Linked DNA regions of Mus musculus: all the other regions are linked to region 2. Evidence: chromatin contacts called from public Hi-C and HiChIP or PLAC-seq data. All regions are on one chromosome and are shown on one strand. The core of a region is the stretch at or near the end of the contact, and the rest is flanking DNA. Distances in the headings are between cores, read along the strand shown.

Region 1 (4,366 bases), core at 1,796-4,295, 76 kb after region 2:
ACTCTTTCTCTACTGTAGAGTTTTATAATCGTTGAACGCCTCTTTGCTGCTTGGGAAATCCATCTTCCTTGAAGATGCCTTGACTGTTTTCATGGGCTCATGGAGCAATTCCTTGGGGGTTAACAAGAGGTTAGAGTTCTGTGTTCCAGAACCTCCTGCCTTGAGCCTTAAGCCAAGTGACATCAGGTAACGTAGTCCTATTCAATTAAAGTCAGAGGTTAAGATTCCTGTTCACATTATAGGGATGTATACTTAGGTGTGTACTATGCATTTATTTAAAGAACCCCTGTCCTTGAGCGCAACAGGAATGATGCTGCCTTCTAGTGGAAGAAAAGGGAAAATCAAGAGAAATAGCCATTTGCTATAAGCAATGTCAGGCTCTGTATTAAAAATGAAAACGCCAATCTGTCTGCTCCTTAGAGGTCTGATTTTTGTAAGGTTTTTACAAAGTCTCTTTCTAAAGGCCTGCATCTCTCCTTTGGTCGACCGTTCAAAGCTACTAACTGACATGTTTTTGATAACTTTCTATATGCTGGAACATGGGTAGAGAAACACAATGTTAGGTGGGGTTTCTGCTGCTCCTAGAGCACATATTACTCATTTGGGAAGACTGGTGTCCGCCTTAAAAGTAATGCAGAACAGTCAAATCTTTATCTGTGTGGATCAGTCTACTGTATGGAGCCCATTGGGAACAGAGTCTCTTAGACTCTGCCCACAGAAGCAAGCTCAAACTACCCACTTTGGTTTTCAAATGCTTGCCAAATTTCTTGCTACTTCTTCATTACATTCTGTTTGAAGCACAGCTTTAGAGTAGTCCTCTAGGGAGCCAGTTTTAGGTTTATCACTAGAAATCTGGCCTGGCATAAAGGACAACATTGCTAGAACTCAACTGGAAAGCATCTTAGTTACATCCCTTTGATACACTGTGTCCTAGCTAGAGTTACTGTTGCTATGATAAAACACCATGACCAAAGACAACTTGGGAGGAAAGGGTTTATTTGGCTTACATTTCCAAATCACTGTTCATCATTTAAGGAAGTCAGGGCAGGAACTCAAACAGGGCAGGAACCTGAAGATAGGAGCTGAAGCAGAGGCCATAGATAAGTATTATTTACTGGTTTGTTCCTCGTGGCTTGCTCATCCTGTTTTCTTATAGAACCTAGGATCATCAGCCTAGGGATGGCACCTCGCCTGTCAATCACTAAGAAAATGCTCATAAGATTGGGCTTGCCTACAGCCCAACCTTATTAATTTTCTCAGTTGAGAGTCCCTCATCTCAGATGACTATAGTTTGTGTCAAGTAGACATGAAAGTAGCCAGCACCTGGTTAAGAATAAGCAGGGATGTCTTTGTGTCTGCTTTTGAAACAGTGAAACGGTATCTGGAGCAGGGGGCTACCTATCTGAATGACTTTGCTTGAATGCACCAAGAAGTTGGCTCACCTGGAAAATCAGAACACTTGTACACTCACCTTATGGACACACTTTCCTTAACCATCATTGTAACAGCTTCCACTCTGAGCAGAACTAGATAAAATCAGCTACGAGGAACACCTAACTAACTACTAACTAGCCCAGAGTGGGCTCTGGATCATGGGACCATCTATTATTCTCCGGAGTTCCCAAACTCTCTCGTGCCTTGTGAATTTCTGAGACCACCCCACCGATATCCTATATCAAGTTTTGATTATCTCAAAACTCAATGGAAACTATTTCTTCCTCCTTGAAATCTCCTCTCTCTATATACTTCAAATTGTAGCAGGCAGGCAACGATAAGTGCCCAGCTTTCTTGCACATTCTCTTTGTGTAGGATGTGCATCTCATTGCACTGTAATAAGCTGTTGTGGTAAAATCTGTACTAGCATGGAAACCAGCTAAGGGTTCTTGTGTGCTCCAGCATCTCTCCTAGCTGCTGGCTTTGGGTTTGTTCTCCTTCTCTCCCTCTCTTCCCCCTCTTCTTCTCTCTCCCCCTCCTGCATCATCCTCCCTCCCTCCCTCCCTTCCTCCCTCCCTCTCTCCCTCCCTCCCTCCCTTCCCCCCTCCCTCGCTTCCTCCCTCCCTCCTCATCATCTCTTTCTCTGTGTTCCTCTGTCTCTGTCTGTCTGTCTGTCTGTCTGTCTCTCGCTCTCTCTTTCTCTCTCTCTCCCTCTGTGTGTGTGTGTGTGTGTGTGTGTGTGTGTGTGTGTGTGTGTGTGTGTGTGTATGTGTGTGTATACCTGTGTTAATATGTCAGTGTTTTAAAGCATAGAAAATGTCTGGGTACATTGGCTTTACAGAAAAGACTGGGTTGAGGAAGAACAGGCAGGATGCAGGAGGGAAGACTTTCCTGCCCAGACAATTGTAAGCCAGAATATTTGACCCAAACAGTAGAGGACAGGAGCCTAACTGTGAGAAGCAAACGTTCTTCTACATATCTAATCTAGATTGAACAAAGTCCATTTTCTGCTTGTTTTTCATCCTTCCCAGAATGTCAAAGGGGGTAGGAATACGCCATAAAACTTGCAATTAGACTTGTGAGCATACAGAACGTTCTTTTCAATTTCAGCTCCGAAATCAAATCTTTTGGAGCTGTACAGATTCAGAGAACAGGATCCTTTGACAACATCCCTCTCCTCCAACTTCCTACACCCAGTGTCCTGCTCACAGGGAGCTCAGTGTGAAGTTAGAGCAGCTAGGCTTTATCCCAGATAGCCTTGGCCTCTGCAATTACAGCATCCACTGCAGGCCCTGCCTTCCTCTTGGTGGTCTGTTCCATGAGTCCTAGGTTGAAGATTATTTTGTAAACAATGTAGGCACTGCATTTGGGAATGGTGGTCATGGGCTGTTATCTGGTCAGGCTGTAGGGAGTGGAAAGTGTTGAGCAATACCTTATTTTCTGGACAGAGTTCCTCAGAAACAAAGACATTTTAGCCAGGGTGGTTTGGGGTGTTCTTGTTTCTTTGGTTGGTTGGTTTGTTTTCGTTTTGTTTTTGTTTTGTTTTGTTTTGTTTTGTTTTGTTTTGTTTTGTTTTGTGTTTAGCTTAGAGGAAGTAGAATTGGGAAATTGGGGAGAGGAGGGAGGGCAGGAGAATGAGTTAACCGATACAGATGGTAATGTAGCAGATTATGCTGGAAAACAACTTTAAAGGCCACATTTCAAGAGAGAAGACATCATTCTAAACTCTTAAACTTTCACATGCGTCTGCAGAGCATATGATGGTGCTTTGAGAATCTTCATGCTGGGGCTGGAGATATGGCACAGTAGTTATGAACACTTACTGCTTTGGTTCCTAGACCCCATGTCAGGTGGCTCATTGACACGATCTTCTGGCCTCCACAGGCACCTGAACTTGGGTGCATCCTTCCACCCCTCCAAACATGTAACTTAAAATAATAAAAAGAAATAACCCTGACTTTAAAAGAAAGACAACGAGATGAATAATGGACTTAAAAGTAAACGCTATCATTGTAGAACTTCAAGAAAAGACCATAGGAGGACATCTTTCTGACCTTGGGCTAGGCCACTATTTCTTAGAGTCCATGCTGAAAAGATATAACCAGGGCTGGTAAGATGGCTCAGTGGTTAAGAGTGCCAACTGCTCTTCCAAAGGTCCTGAGTTCAAATCCCAGCAACCACATGGTGGCTCACAACCATCCATAATGAAATCTGATGCCCTCTTCTGGAGTGTCTGAAGACAGCTACAATGTACTTACATATAATAAATAAATAAATATTTTTTTTTAAAAAAAGAAAAGATAACCATAAAAGAAACTTCATCAAAATTAAACCCTAGCCAGTCAGAGTGGTTAACACTTGTAATTCCAACACTCACTAGGCTGAAGCAGGAGAGGGGAAAGGTTGAAAACACATAGAAAGTTATAGTTTAACCTAAACTATAAAGAGACCCCCACCTCAAAAGAAACAAAACATGTGAACAAAAATTAAAGCTACTCTAATTAAAATAACATTGGCTAATTGATTCTAAATATTTACTTCCCACCACAGGTCAGCTCCTTGCTAGGTATCAGTCTACGGCACCTAATTGAATTCACTATTATAGTGAGCTGATGCAAGAATATAACCATCTTAAGTTCATTGGTAGTAGGAGCATGGCTGCAATCCCAGCACTCAGGAGATAGAGGCAGGAGGATCAGGAGGGCAAGGCTAGCACTGACTATAAGACAAGTTGAAGATCAGCCTGGGTTAAATAAGATCCTGTCTAAAAAGAGGAAAAGGAGGGGGAGCGAGAGAATGAGAGAGGGGTGAGGAGGAGAAGGACGGGGAGGAGAAGACAATACATAGAAAAATTTTAATCAAGATGTCTTTGATGAAATTCATAGATAAAATCTGATATCTGGAAATTACACAGAAGTGCTGAGACACTGTT
Region 2 (4,205 bases), core at 1,447-3,946:
ACCCTCCCAGAAATAACTGATTGACAGTACATAATCTGATAGTTTACATTTAACTGAGTAGCAACGGTTAATGAATCAATACTTAAGTTCCTAAATTGTATAGTAGAATGTTTATGCATCTCTAAATTGTGAGAGAGACTAATGATTCCTCGTTCTTATGTTTTTATTTAATGTCCAACTCTCAAGAGTGAATTGTACTCTTAATGCCTGGAGTTGAAGAAAGGGCTCCTGGAAGGGTGATGTCATACATTCAGGCTAATAGCTGCCCAGGCTTTTTACACACTATTCATTCTTGGGCACACAAAAGTGTTCTCCTATGCTAAAATTCTTCCCATCCTAGCTGTTCCGAGACAAGGACAGGGAGACACTATCAATGCAGCCTCCACATTTGAACTGTGCAGTTTTCCCTAGTTATCTGCCTGGTCCAACTGAACTTCCTCTTCTGCACATTAGGGGGAGCATGCTGTGAGAATTCCTTTCTTAAAGTAAAATGACACCACTTCACTTCATCCTCAGCCCTTCTCTCTAGGAAGAGTTCTAGGGGTTCTTGTTGGAAGCTGTACAGCAAGAGGGCAGGAGGCCAGCACCCCTCCAGGGGCAAAAAGAAAGGTGCTCAGAACTTCTCAGTCTCCTGATCCCATCCAGGTCCAAATGTTAGTGTAGAAACACAGAAAACCATAAGGGAATGACCATCCTGGAAGCCAGTGGAGGCTGCATAAGCTCATCACCACGGAGGCCTCTATCTTCCAAGAGCAGGGAATTTTTACCTCTCCAAAAGACGAGGGCAAGGCAGAATAAGAAAGCCCAAACTCTACTGCGTTCTGAAGTAGCCTTTATTTCCCAGCTTCAGGCCACCTTGAGGAACAGTGAGGACAGTTTCCTTGAGTAGGGCATCAGGGTCTGAGGTGGCGTCTCCAATTTAGAAGCGGCCATGGGAGGGCAGCTCCTCCACAGCATTGTAATATGCCATAAAGTATTTGAATAAAGTCATTCTCAGGCAGCAGACAAGTGGGTCTCTCACTGCCATGTCACCTATGGGGAACTCCTGCAAACATCTGCTCTTATGTGGACTTAGAGAGCCGGGAGGCCTTCTACAGTTTAGGACCTAGAGAAGACAATTTCTTCTTTCTGTTTTAGCATGTTCAGAATGCCTGTCCTTAGGACATGATCTTTCTGGCCATCTTCCTAGGAGCAGGGTTTTGGATTAGTCATTAGATCTGGCACTTTAGCCATCCATGGAGAATGAGAGTGAATTGAACAGCTATGTAGGTATCCTGGTTTGTGAGTGCCCCCCACCCCCGCCTCCTGTATTATCGAGAAAGGCAAGGGCCAGGAGTAAAGCCTGAGTCCAAAGATTTAAGATCCTAGCTAATAGACTGTTCTCAGCAATGGAGACTCTCCTACTCACCCTTTCCAGGCTGGAACAGATGAAGGTGAATATGGTCAGCCATCAGCCAACGTCGGAATGGGACCCCTTAGAGCCTGTGCATTATAAAGTGATGCAGGAAAAAAAGGAGCTCAAGACAGTCCAGTTATGCAGCGAGGTTCAAGCTACAGCACAGGTCTTATGGCCTCTGATCAGAGTTAAACCCAACTCCAAGGTCCAAGTCCCAACATATGAGCCCAGACTCTGGGGTACCACCAGTTATGATCGCAAAAAGGAGAGTAATGAAAACCCGTGTCATCTAGGTTTGAATGCCTATGTCCTGCATAAACACCATCAACACTGGTGGGACTGGGAGCTGGTTTCAGATGCAATGGCAATACTTCTGGAAATGCTGAAAATAAAGGCTAAAAGGATGGCTTAGCATTTAAAATTCTTGCCATGCAAGCATGAAGATTGAAGTTTGGATTCCCAGAACCGGCACAAAGTCTGGATGAGGGTGGCCACCCCCCTGTTGTAATCCCAGTGATCAGAAATTGGAGACAGGGGTTCTCTGGAGCAAGGTGACTAGCCAGAGTAGTTACATGTGTGAGTTCTGGGTTCAACTGCAAGACTTTGTCTCGATATATAGAGTGGAGAGAAAGAGAAAGGTACCGGCTATCAACCTAGGGAAGCCACACTATGCAAAAACAAGTACATACTTGCATACATGAATACGTATGCTTAAAGAACGTGGGCACAGCTAATATTTCAGCTTGAATTTTCCTGTGTGCCTACTGCAGACATCTGCATTACAATAGAGAGAGAGAGAGAGAGAGAGAGAGAGAGAGAGAGACCTAAGAAACTGAAGTGCTGAGAAACCAACAAATTTAACCGAGTCATGGACATGCTGGAAGTAAAGTTCTTCGGCATCAAATTTGGTGCCTTTGGCTGTGGGGCATATCTAGGATCCCTAAATAAGTTTTTGGTTATCAGAGCAGATCGGTCAGTCCCTCTCCAGGCAGGAGGTCATCTGGGGGCTCCAGGAGTTCAGCTCTAGTGTCTAAACAGCCAAAGTGAATTATTCACTTAGGAGGCTGAAAAACAACCCCTGGGTTGTGAAACGAAGCTTTCCAGAGTTAAATGTCTTAGTCACTTGGAATCTGACCAAAGTCAACTCTTGGCCCTGACCCACCCATATGTCTGTGCTGGAAGGGAGCAGAGACAGGGAAACCCCAAAACAAATATGAAAATGGCTTGTCAGCGCAGGATGGGCAAAGTTCTCAAGGGGCAGGTGTGCTCCAGGTGAGGCAGGGTTTCTGGCAGCTTAGCTGATAAGCAGGTCACAGAAGGGCTGTCAGCAGCATTGTTTGGTTCCAGGCCTGAACGGGTCTGTGGCTTACATAACAGCTTGGCAGGCAGATGCAGCCAGGCAGAAGCGCACGGTTTTCCAGCAGCCCGTAATCATCTTTGATTCTCTGTCTGCTCAGCAGCTTCCATGTGCTGGGGGAGGCAGCTGTGCAGAGTGGGCAGGGCAGGATTCCAGCACACTGCAGTCTTCTGTCTCCTCTAGCAGAACAAACAGCCAGGGAATCATCAACCGCCACCCAGCAGGGCTGGGGCGGTCTGAGGGAGGAGCTGTTGTCAAGCCTGGTCCAGGCCTGTGGGCAGAGATTAGCCTACAGGTGAACACCAGAGCTGTCAGAAGTGTGTGTGTGTATTGGGGGAGGGGTGCCCTGACACCTGACACTCTTTGCCACCTTGTCTTGTCTGTGGGAACAGAGACATTCCCTCTTTTAAATACAGAGATCTCAGAATTCAATGTCATGTCCATCACAAAAGGCAATTGGGGAAGGGGCTCTATGTCTTACTAAATAATACTGCCTGCCTTCTCCTCTATACAGGTACCAGTCTGATCCTGCTGAGTCCTAGGCATGTGGTGGTGAGAAGGAGAACTTCAGACAGTGGTGCATCACTTGGCTGAAAACACAAATCTGCATCTCTCTCTCTCTCTTTCTCTCTTTCTCTCTTTCTCTCTTTCTCTCTCTCTCTCTCTCTCTCTCTCTCTCTCTCTCTCTCTCTCTCTCTCTCTCTCTTTCTCTCTCTCTCTCTCTCTCTCCCTCCCTCTGCCTTAATCCTAACTTGTTCTAGCTGACTAGCAGCAGCTGGTGTTCCTGTTAAAATGACTCCTACTCTCTACTGGCTGTAGATCTCACTCCCCCTGTGGTCTTCCACCTCAAATCTCCTCGGGCACTCACTCTGCTTGTCTGGTTCTTGAAGAACCAGGGATTGGGATGAAGTCCCTGCTCCATCTGAGTGGTACCCTTCTGGGAGTGATCCACCTACCCTGGTGAGTTAGTAGAAGCTAGGTAGTAACTATGAAAGAAATATGAAAGAGATACAGTTTCTATCAGCAGAAACAGGAAGGTCTTTGGATGGGGGCTCCATCCATTTATTCGTTCAACAGTTTCCCTCAGAGGTCTCGCCTTAGAGGTCAAACTAATGCTGGCGATTTTATCAGGAATGCAGCACTGGTCATAGGGCTTTCAGTCCTGGTACCGAGCGCTTCTGTTCTACATGTATTTAGATTAATGAATAATTGTGCACGCGAACTGTTGATCTTGGCAGTGCTGTGCAATTACCAAACACGCCCACACCCTCATCTATCTACTGACTGGACACACTTTGTTTTGCAAGTGATTTATGTGACCTTGCGTGGTGTTGTGCTCAGATGTTCCTGAATGTTCTGACTCCTTCTGACCCCTAGCCTGCACCTCATGCCGCAACCCCTTGACGACGCCATGCCACACAGATGATCTCTCTGTATTTACTTCATTCCTTG
Region 3 (4,079 bases), core at 1,091-3,590, 120 kb after region 2:
TGGCCATGTCCTCAGTTTATATAAGAACTAACCAAGGATAACCTTGAACATTTTCAAAGTAGGTTTATTTATTTTGTTGGTTGGTTGGTAGTTGGTTACTTTTGAGAACCCTATTCATGAGCACTGCATCTACACTATACTCCTGCCTTGAACTTTTAATCCTCCTGCATCCACCTCCTAAGTGCTAAGATTACAGACAGGGCTTCAGGGATCGGGTAAAGTCCTCATCAAATGTGTATTGTTTAACAAGGACACAGCCATGTCATCAGCCACACAATCTCAGCTCCACAGGTGTGGCAAAGCCCCTGCTAGGCTCAGGGAAGGGGCAATGCCTTCTCTCCTGCTCTGAGTGGAAACATAGGTATCACCTACAGAACATGTGCTTTCTCCGTAGCTTTCTACCCCAGATGTATGGCCTAAAGACTGCTCCTCTACAGAGACTGTCCTTACTGGGATTAGCTAAATCCACCTCCTTGTTCAGCTGTATACCACAAACCCTGCCTTGTTTATCAGCATGTAAAAATCTGCCTCCTCGTTCACTGTATATAGTAAATATGCCGCCCTTCAGGGCACTGTGTCTTCTCCATCAGAGAGTCCGGTCCATCCAATCCCAGCTGTCCCATGTCTCTGTGGTTGTCATTTCTTCATTTTCTCATCACCCCTAGTCAAGGTTCAGGGACCCAGGCTATCTAAGGATGGGGCACATGGCTGCCACATCCCCAGTTTACAGCCTGCTCCCTTGAAAGAGGACCAGTACCTCTCTAAAAATCCTGTGAAATGATCAATTGGGAGATTTTTTTTTAATACTTTTATTTTGTGTGTATGGATGTTGTACCTGCATGTCTGTCTGTGCACTCCATGCATGCCTATTGCCTTCAGAAGCCAGAAGACAGGGTGTGATCTCCAGGAACTGGAGTTACAGATAGTTGTGAGGCACCAGGTGGGTGCTGGGACTCAAACTCAGGTAGTACTCTGGAAGAGCACCCAGTGCTCTTTACCACCAACCATTGTTCCAGCCCCTGGGGGTTTCTTCTTCTTCTTCTTCTTCTTCTTCTTCTTCTTCTTCTTCTTCTTCTTCTTCTTCTTCTTCTTCTTCTTCTTCTTCTTCTTCATCATCATCAAACACTTTTTTATAAATTATTAAGCACACAAATTCAAAATGTATTTATTTCCTGTCACCTGGGGTGTCCAAGTCCCTAACAAAGGCAAGCCAGCTGTCGCTAGTTGCTAAGCTGCACCTTCCATTGGGAGATGCAGCTAAAAGAAGGTCAGATTTGTCTCATCAAAGAATAGTTCAGAAGCATACGGGAAGCTTTCTCATATGCTTTTCAGTTAGGTGAAGAATTCAGTACTTGGGTTGTTGAGAAAAGTTTGGTGGTGGTGATGGATGTTTTGTTTCGTTTTTTTAAATATTGAAAGAAAGCACCAAGTTAAGGGAACCCCGGTTTGCTGGAGCTAGAGGAGGCTGAGACGTGCAAGGTCAGATATGTGCAGATGTTGGCCGCTGGAAGTCAGGGTAAAAGAGCCGAGATGTGAGTGGTAGGGGTGGAGAAACGGCTCACAGGTAAGGACACTCGCATCACAAGCATAAGGATCCATGTCATTCAAGTCGATGTGGTTGCTCAAGCACCTGCAACCCCAGTGCTGGGGCAGAGGCAGAAGGGTCCCAGGCTTGCTGGCTGCTGCCTAGCTCCAAGTTCAGTGAGAGACCCTGTCTCCAGGGAATAAAGGCCAAAAAGTGATATCTTCCTCTGGTTTTAGTCTCTGCACCTGGACACACCCCCTCAAACTTACACACACACACACACACACACACACACACACACACACACACACACACACACACCCCTCCTCTGGCCTTGCACATCTTAGTTGGAGTATAAACGATGACTTGCTTCTAGAACCTTGACTACAGAGCAGTCTGGGAAGAACTCTGCTCCCAACCTGTTCTCCCTCAGACTGAGGCTGGGTCCAGGAAGCCAACCTACACACTGAATAAAAGGTCGTAGTCTATGTACTTCGCTATGAACTCTATACCAGGTTTGCTGCCCAACACTAAGTAAGTCAGGAACAACTGAGGAAGCAGAGCCCAAAGATCCTGTGTATCCCAGTCACAGAGTAAGGAGTGAACCTGGATGGGTGTGAGTTCTAGCTTACCCTGAGCCAAGCTCTCAGCCTTCCCTCCTCCCCTAGGGTATGGCCACACCTCTTGATGGCTACTAGAGGAATTCACTTATGGGATTAAACTAAACCTTGAATGCTTTGGCCTAACGACTGTCTCATCTTCTGTGTAAGAGCCAGGTCAGGAGGCAGGAGGCTGACTGAGCCACACAGCGGGGCATGCTCACTGTGCAGGGTGAGGCAGAGCTGTGTACACAAGTCGGAACTGTGGCTAGAAACTAGGGGAAAGGCCACCTTGCTGATTTGGATCTGCGCCACCACTTCCTGCCCCGACAAAAAGGCTGACGTTGTTGATGTCGACTGGCCTAACAAGGAAAAAGGACCCATGGATCCACCCAAGAGACCTTTTGTCTTTAGGTGAGAATGAAAATGTATCTTAGAGGAGAAAGAAACACATAGCATGTGAAGTCAAGCGCTCTGTGGCCTGTGATAATGGCTCTTGAGGGTGCTGACTGCTGATAAGCACGGACGCTGGCCTCGGCAGAAGCTGCGGCATGTCACTGCCCCCAGCACACACAGTGACTGTGCAGGTTCTCAAACGTCTACCATGCAAAGTGCCTTGTCCAACTCTTAGATGCTAGCCAGTCTCAGATGCTGTGCCTGGGAAGTCTCACTTTCCAGAACAGTAACTAAGGTCTGAATTTGGACCTGAGATGCTAGAGTCAGCAAACATGAACATAGTACACACAGACACAGACACACACACACACAGACACAGACACACACACACACACACACATTTGTTCATACACAAATTCACACACATACTTGGACACACATACACAGACCATGTTAATACTTGTAGAAACAGAAATATATTCACCCCAAATAAACACACTACATATACACTCACTCCACACAGAAACAGATACACAAATATAGAGCATAGATACGACACACACAATCATATAAACATTCAAAAATATCAAACATAGATAGAAACATATAATGCATATATGTTGGATGCGTCATATACATATCCCACAGAGACACACAGATAAACACTGCACACAGGTCTTATACACTAGATCACCACAATGTACACATACAGAGACGAAATGTAACATACTACTTGACACAAAGCTTTGGTTATGTTAGCTATGTATATAGGAGATAAGTATTTAAAAAAAAAAGAGGAAAGAAAATCAAAATGCAGCAAAAAAGTTATAAACTTGAAGAATCCTTGTTTAAAATGAACATATAAGATTCACTGTAACAAGAGAGCAGTAACAGGAACATAAATAGTTGACTTGAAATGGGTTGTTCTGTTCTAACAGGTTTTTGCTGTTGTTTTGTTTTGTTTTTTTTCAAGACAGAGTTTCTCTGTGAACTTCCGGTTGTAGACCAGGGTGGCCTCGAACTCAGAGATTCTCCGGTCTCTGCCTCTCAAATGCTGGGTTTAAAGGTGAGTGCCACACTGGCCGGCTCTAACAGTGCTTTTTATTAAGTGATGGTTCTTCTGTCCCTGTGCACTCACCGCGGCTGCTGAATATTGCCTGCTGAATTGCATCTCCTGAGTCTCTGGTATATCTACCACTCCCGCCCCCACTCTAGCCCCACGTGTCTGTTGAAGGAGCAACCCCTGCATAGCCTTTTCGGTGCCTGCTTGGACAGTGTTTGCCACTTCCTTCTTCCCCGTCTCCTTCCCTGCACCCTCCCTGCCCAAGTCAGGAAAGTCCCAGGGTGCTTGCCTCACAATACAAACCGGGAAGTTCAAGGATCCGATGCTGACCCTGGACATCAACTTCCCAGAATCCTGAGTCAGATGAAGCGCGTCACAGTTTAGCTCGGTGTGCCTAGGGGGCGCTCCGGTCCAGGAATTAAACTTCTTAACCGTTCCCTTTAGTATTTCAAGTTCCAGTAGGGAAGGGCTAGAGACTAAAATTAAGGGAGCCAGC

The links. Hi-C and Micro-C count contacts between places; a contact is called where the count stands out from the background. HiChIP or PLAC-seq counts read pairs in DNA pulled down with a chosen protein or histone mark.
Region 1: a contact with region 2 is called in a Hi-C map of uterus, with 2.0 times the contacts expected there. The contact joins two enhancer-like sites. A contact is called at or near these places in 7 of 39 promoter capture datasets (the 3T3-L1 cell line, 3T3-L1-derived adipocytes, the HPC-7 cell line and 3 more), 8 of 484 Hi-C or Micro-C datasets (embryonic stem cells, morula, muscle stem cells and 3 more) and 3 of 115 datasets of contacts at active chromatin or transcription factors (embryonic stem cells and pancreatic cancer cells).
Region 3: an HNF4G HiChIP or PLAC-seq map of pancreatic cancer cells shows a contact between it and region 2. The contact joins two enhancer-like sites. A contact is called at or near these places in 12 of 484 Hi-C or Micro-C datasets (Sertoli cells, cerebral cortex, embryonic stem cells and 5 more) and 3 of 115 datasets of contacts at active chromatin or transcription factors (astrocytes, embryonic hindbrain and pancreatic cancer cells).

Annotation. Positions count from the first base shown.
Region 1 is chr1:154,072,835-154,077,200 of GRCm38.p6, reverse strand. All of the region lies in intron 1 of Gm46165 (a long non-coding RNA gene), which reads right to left. The region is part of intron 2 of LOC108167736 (a long non-coding RNA gene); the gene reads left to right. Among named protein-coding and RNA genes, the nearest start is that of Gm46165, 11 kb to the right of the region's middle. Within about 2 kb of position 3,045, at least 14 of the 459 cell types and tissues checked have an H3K27ac peak or open chromatin away from gene starts, as enhancers often do. A contact at or near this core is called in uterus, where this site is marked.
Region 2 is chr1:154,149,017-154,153,221 of GRCm38.p6, reverse strand. No RefSeq gene overlaps it. Among named protein-coding and RNA genes, the nearest start is that of Zfp648, 50 kb to the left of the region's middle. Within about 2 kb of position 2,696, at least 171 of the 459 cell types and tissues checked have an H3K27ac peak or open chromatin away from gene starts, as enhancers often do. A contact at or near this core is called in cerebral cortex, liver, pancreatic cancer cells and 1 more, where this site is marked.
Region 3 is chr1:154,032,627-154,036,705 of GRCm38.p6, reverse strand. The region is part of intron 3 of LOC108167736 (a long non-coding RNA gene); the gene reads left to right. Among named protein-coding and RNA genes, the nearest start is that of Gm46165, 29 kb to the left of the region's middle. Within about 2 kb of position 2,340, at least 127 of the 459 cell types and tissues checked have an H3K27ac peak or open chromatin away from gene starts, as enhancers often do. A contact at or near this core is called in cerebral cortex, liver, pancreatic cancer cells and 1 more, where this site is marked.